Linked DNA regions of Gasterosteus aculeatus: region 2 is linked to region 1. Evidence: chromatin contacts called from public Hi-C data. All regions are on one chromosome and are shown on one strand. Each heading gives the region's core, a stretch centred on a gene start, on an enhancer-like site or on the middle of the called end of the contact. The rest is flanking DNA. Distances are from core to core; before and after follow the strand shown.

Evidence for each region. A called contact is a pair of places that touch in the nucleus more often than the background predicts.
Region 2: a Hi-C map of skeletal muscle shows a contact between it and region 1, with 8 times the contacts expected there. The contact joins the promoter of sash1a here to the enhancer-like site in region 1. A contact is called at or near these places in 4 of 6 Hi-C or Micro-C datasets (skeletal muscle, tail fin and whole body).

Annotation. Positions count from the first base shown.
Region 1 is chr18:12,676,296-12,678,995 of fGasAcu3.hap1.1, forward strand. The region is part of intron 1 of sash1a (SAM and SH3 domain containing 1a); the gene reads right to left. Among protein-coding and RNA genes, the nearest start is that of LOC144389388, 11 kb to the left of the region's middle. Within about 2 kb of position 1,451, at least 1 of the 9 cell types and tissues checked has open chromatin away from gene starts, as enhancers often do.
Region 2 is chr18:12,737,303-12,740,002 of fGasAcu3.hap1.1, forward strand. It overlaps sash1a (SAM and SH3 domain containing 1a), which reads right to left and starts at 1,382. Exons shown (of 19, transcript XM_078093349.1): 1 at 1-1,382. The coding sequence starts at 373.

The DNA.
Region 1 (2,700 bases), core at 201-2,700:
GGGCTGCGTGGGGGCTGATTGTGTGTTGATGAAGAAGGACAGGCGGGCTGAAGGAAGCGGAACTCCCATTAGATCTTGGCCCGGAGGGTGGAGAAGCCGCCCACTGTGTCGAGCTGCAACGCGATGAATGAACATTTGCTCAAACAATGTGAACATATATGTTTTTGAAAAAAAACAAATAATGTGTTTTTCCAGCTATAATGATGCTTTGGAAGCACAGAGCTAGGTTTGGCTAATGCGGTGGGCACGTCTATCAGTCACTGGGTAACTTAGAATCAAAATCCTAATATGCCCCCGGAGTCTAACCACCCATTCGATTATAGACACCAAAACCACGAATCCCACACTATTAACTGGGCCGAGGTTTTGAATGAATGTATTGTGTTTCTGTTCCGATCCGATGGGTTTGGAACCACTTCTTAACCTCTAAGTTCCTTTTCCTGTTCTTTGTATGACCACTCAACGTTTTTTTTTTAAAAATATCTCTCCACCGAAAAAAAGCAAGCACGGGATTCTGAGCCACTAGAATCTTTCACTCGCGATGAAGAAAATCACTACAATCCTTCATTTTTGTGTACTCAGTTATACATTCTCAATTTCCTTATCGTCCCCACCCCCATTTTCTTCTGTCTCACTCTACCTCTCAGCTCAAATCACAGGGTTTAGGGCCAAGCGGTCCAGTCTGAGGGATCGAAAATCCACAGAGAGAGCTTATGATTGCCTGTGATTACAGTGTCCTCCTCTCCGTTCGCCCGGCCAGCCTCCTCCTCCTCCTCCTCCTCTTCCTCCTCTTGGCTCATCTGGCCAGGCCCGGCTGAGGCAACGCGCTCGGATCATTAACTGGAGAGTGCCGGAGCGAGGAAAAAGCTCACGGGGGGACGAGGGAGGGGGGGGGGGGGCGCTGACACGTTTCCTTCACCTTGACATTGCCTGGAGGTTACAGCATTCATTCTCGCACTAAAGTGCAGCTCGGGGAGGGCGAGAGTCATGTGAATGAAGGGCTTCTGATACATAAAAGGTTTGTGCGTGTGTGTGTGTGTGTGTGTGTGTGTGTGAGGGAGCCTCATCCCCTCTCTCGGCTCGAGCCGGCCAACGTGTTCGGAACTGTTGAAATGTGTGTTGAGAACTGTGGAGAGTAACGGTGTGTGTGTGTGTGTGTGTGTGTGTGTGAGGCAGAGAGAGAGAGAGGCTGTTGCTGTGCGTTGTGCAATCAGACACACACACACACACGGACGTAGCCGTGTTCCGTCTCCGTCTTCTCACACCGACACCGCCTGCCTGGTCACCGAGATCGACCCGCCGACTGACCGGCAGTCAGAAGAAGACGTCGTACCTCAGAGAGGAATAATGCATATTGGACGTTTACAGGAGGAAAAAGATGGAAGCACAGTGGTGGTGTGTTATGAGAGCAGCCTGCCCCCCCCCCCCTCGAGGGACGGTCACAGTGCTGAGGAATGATCGACAGCCTCCCCCCGCGGCCCTCGTCAACGCGTCTGCTGAATTGAACCCCGCGCTGCCCTGAAGGTGCCCCCCACCCCTCTCCTCCTCGGGGTTTTTTAGGTAGGGGGTGATATTGAGCTGCCAGCGGAGTGACGGCGCGCTTCACCTCGCCTCCCCGGGGACGCGAGGCCGGCCAGCAGCATGTAATTAAAAGCGCATGAAGACAGATCAGGCTCTCTGCCCCCGCCGTCTGTCGGAGAACGGCCCCCGAAGGCCGAACCCGCTCCGCGTGCCGCTCCGTCAGGCTCTGGGAGGGGGTGGGGAGTAATTTATTAAAGAAAGGTTCAATAGCATCCTTGATCAAGAGTGATGAATGGAATCTATTCTGCGGCGAGTGATGGCAGAACGATTATTTAGAGGTTGATTTACGGCAGAAACAAAAGATTTGAAGTTCAACATTTGCACAATCATCATGTTTTAAAAGTCAAAAAGATGACATGCAAATATGGGGATTTTTTTGTACACAACCCTGTAGGAAGCTATTCACTTCCTACAACCCGCATGTTGCAGGAGGAAGTGTGAATCCTTTTTCTTGGCAGTTTTACTGCTGTTCATCATGCTGAAGGATGTGCCTTTGCAGGCTGCTCAATCCCTCCCCTCGCTGCCCGATTTCTCTATTTAGTTATTTTTAAACTCAACATTCGCAGTTGGTAACTCGCGTCCTTCTTGTTTTTTCTTCAACGTTGTAGATGAGCAAAGCGACAGTAAAATAAGCACCGTTTTATACTGCAGTATACTGTGAACCTGTACTATTACAGACGGAACTGGGATACATCTTAAGTACTGTTTTACCTGACATGGTCACAATTAAATGTGTGTGTGTGCATGAAAACTGCCTGGTGAGGGTAAATCAGCTGTATCTTTATCCCTCCTCCTTTGATTCCCTGAGCTTGCCAACTTAAAAATAGCCGATTCATTGTTGAACACTATAACGTTCTGCTGAATAGATGCTTTCGCTGCGCGTACAAATCTCAGCAAAGACGGGACGCATGCTTCTTTGGCTCGCTGCAAGAGTCCCTTTGCCTTTTCACACGATCCATTTTAATCTTTGCTCGCCTCTGTCAAAGACGAGTGATTCAGTTTCCCTTCACGGGAACGGCGAAGGCGTTGAGGTTTCATTCGCCGGCATTCATGTCAGGTCAAATCAAACGGGGAGATTCTCCATCCTCGGCTTCTCTGACCGGCTGCTTCAACGTCAAA
Region 2 (2,700 bases), core at 132-2,631, 61 kb after region 1:
CGCCCATGTGGCCCCCGTGGCGCCCGATCCGCTCACCGGTGGGCTCGGTCCAGGACTTGGATCCCCGCAGTTTGGACTCGTACTGGTCCGCCACGTGACTGGTATAAACCTCGGCGGCGGGTGGCATCGGCTCCAAGGTGAAATAGAGTCCACTGGCCGTCTCGCTGGCTTCGTCCTTCAGCCTCCTCACCGCGTCGTGAATCCGTTGCCGGTGGTGCGGGACGCAGACCCCGATGGCGTCCAGGTCGGGGTCTCCGATCTGTTTGCAGACCTCCAGATCGTCGTAGCCGTTGTCCACGAAGGCCTCGACGTACTGGGCAAGCTGCAGGGTCTTCAGCCACTCGAAAACGATGACAGGTCCGCTGCTCGTCATTTTGGCTGTCGCCGGATTTGGCTCCGACTCCGGGACGGGAAGAAGACGCCGCGGTCGATCGCTTCTAGTCTCCCAGCCGGCGTCTCAAACGCATTATGCGGTTGTTGATGACCACGTGCGCGCTCTCAAAGTATTATGAAAGTACAGATGTTCTGGACTGTTGCTCCAATCCTCCAACCTTTTGATGGCGCGATGTCGCAAGACATAACAACAGAGCCGTAAGTGAATTAAAACAGGTTGAGCCTGACAGTCCGTTCTTGTCTGGAACACCTGTCAATGTCTCCAAACGAAGATCGGCTCTCACGTCCTAAATGGCATTTCTGTGACTTACCGCGCGCATTCAGTCCAGTCGGCTTACTTAAACATATAAAGAAAGCAGTCGTCTCAAAACTATTGTGATTCAAATAGCTGCTCAATGGGATTTCGTCCGTTACGCGCGGCAGCTGCTCGGTCTTAAAAAAGAGAATCTGTTTCGGGTTTTTTTACAGCTTATCCTGCTTCCTTAAAGTCCTCCGTGTCGCCAAAGCCGAGCGCCTCGAGAGAGTAAATCCAAAAGGGTGCAACAACAACAACAACAACAACAACAAAAAACGACAGAAAGTCGGCCGCGGACGATCGGAGGCGACCGCGAGGTTCCGCGCAGGTTTTACGCGTATTCCGGTTCTTCCAGCCGGCACATCAGCGCAGTGGAGCCGCGCAGCCAAGAGCCAACGTGCTCACTGCTGCTCCTCTGCCGTCCACGCCCCCCCACGCATCTCACCGTGCCCATTTAAAAATAGTCCCCCACCCACCTCTCTCTCTCTCTCTCTACCAACTTGTCACGCCGAGTCGGGGGACACAATGGGTCACACCAAAGTATGCGCGAGACGACAGCGCACGCTAAGCCCGTCGCGCAGTAGAAACGAAACCCCGAGTCACATTCCTCCCCAACGATGGGATTTCGTTCTCCGCACCTCTCTCTCTCTCTCTCTCTCTCTCTCTCTCTCTCTCTCTCTCTCTCTCTCTCTCTCTCTCTCTCTCATACACATACGCGTCTACTCATTCAGCGCTGGCACGCTTCTGTTTCTCGGTGCGCATGAGCGCCCTCTATGTGGCGAGTGGGGAACTGAGGCCTCCTCAGCACCGGGGAGAGGGGGTGGGGGGGCTGATGAAATAGAAGAAACTGAGGCAGTAACCCATTGGCTGCACGAACAGACATTTGATGCAATTTCTCTTTCGACTCTTTACAGCAACGCAGAGCGATTGGTGCCCGACGGTCGGCGTCTAATTGCAGCAGCACCGGATGCTTCCATTATTGGTATGAAACAAGTCAAACTCTCTCCTCGGACAAGACCTGTCCGCGCTGTCCAAAGCGGAAGCCGAGCCAGCCGGTGCAGATGCGTGCTTCATCGAATGTGAGCCGACAGCTTGTTAGGGGTCAGTTTGATGCAATCGCCGTCTCGGCTCCGGGCTGGAAGTGATTTGCCTCAGGCCCATCAGGGCATCGGCCGGGGCTCGGGCGGAGGAGGAGGAGGAAGAGGAGGAGTGGGTAAGCATATCAAACAGCCTCATATCGGAATGTCAGAGGAAGAGGTGCGAGCCTGGTGGGGCTGCTTCATCATTGTCGGATGTCCAATCATGCCGTTGAGCTACTCAACATCCAACACGGTGGTTTACCTGTCGGCTGCCGCCATCGTACCGTCCGCGACCTGTTAGTGTTGGTTTACAGCTCTCGGGTGAGATTTAAACTCGCACAGCTCCGTTCAGCCTTTGCATGGATCAGCTTCGGGAGCAGAGCATTATGGGAGTGAGAAGACGGGGTCCGGTGCTCTCTGTGGCGGGTTGACTCGCCGAGTTCCGCCGGCCGTGCCAGGAGTGCCGGGTTTCCACTCTGCTGCCCCCCGGGGCCTTTGAGAGCGACCAGCAGGTTTCCCGGGGGGGGGCGGAGGGGGGAGGAAGGCCAAGGGAGCCAACACAAGCGCCTCGCTGGCTGGATGGAAATACACAGGTTTGTTTGCAAGGCAATCAATCACGTGAATGGGACTGCCCTGCAGGTGTGCCCAAGTTGCAGAGCCCTTCAAACAAAGCAACGGCCGCTTCAGGAGCCAACGTTTCAACTGAAGCGTGATGTCATTTATCCAGTAATTTACACATAAAATATCTAAAAAAAAAACCTGAAATATAATATATATGTATGATATATATCTCCTTTCATCACCTCAGTTTCAGCTTGTAAAGATTCTGAGTAGATCCTTTGAAACCACTGGTTTAGTGTAGACGGGGTCCAGATCTAAAGAAACAAACCACTTCTTGTAAGATAAAGGCTTCTTAATTCAACAAAACAACCT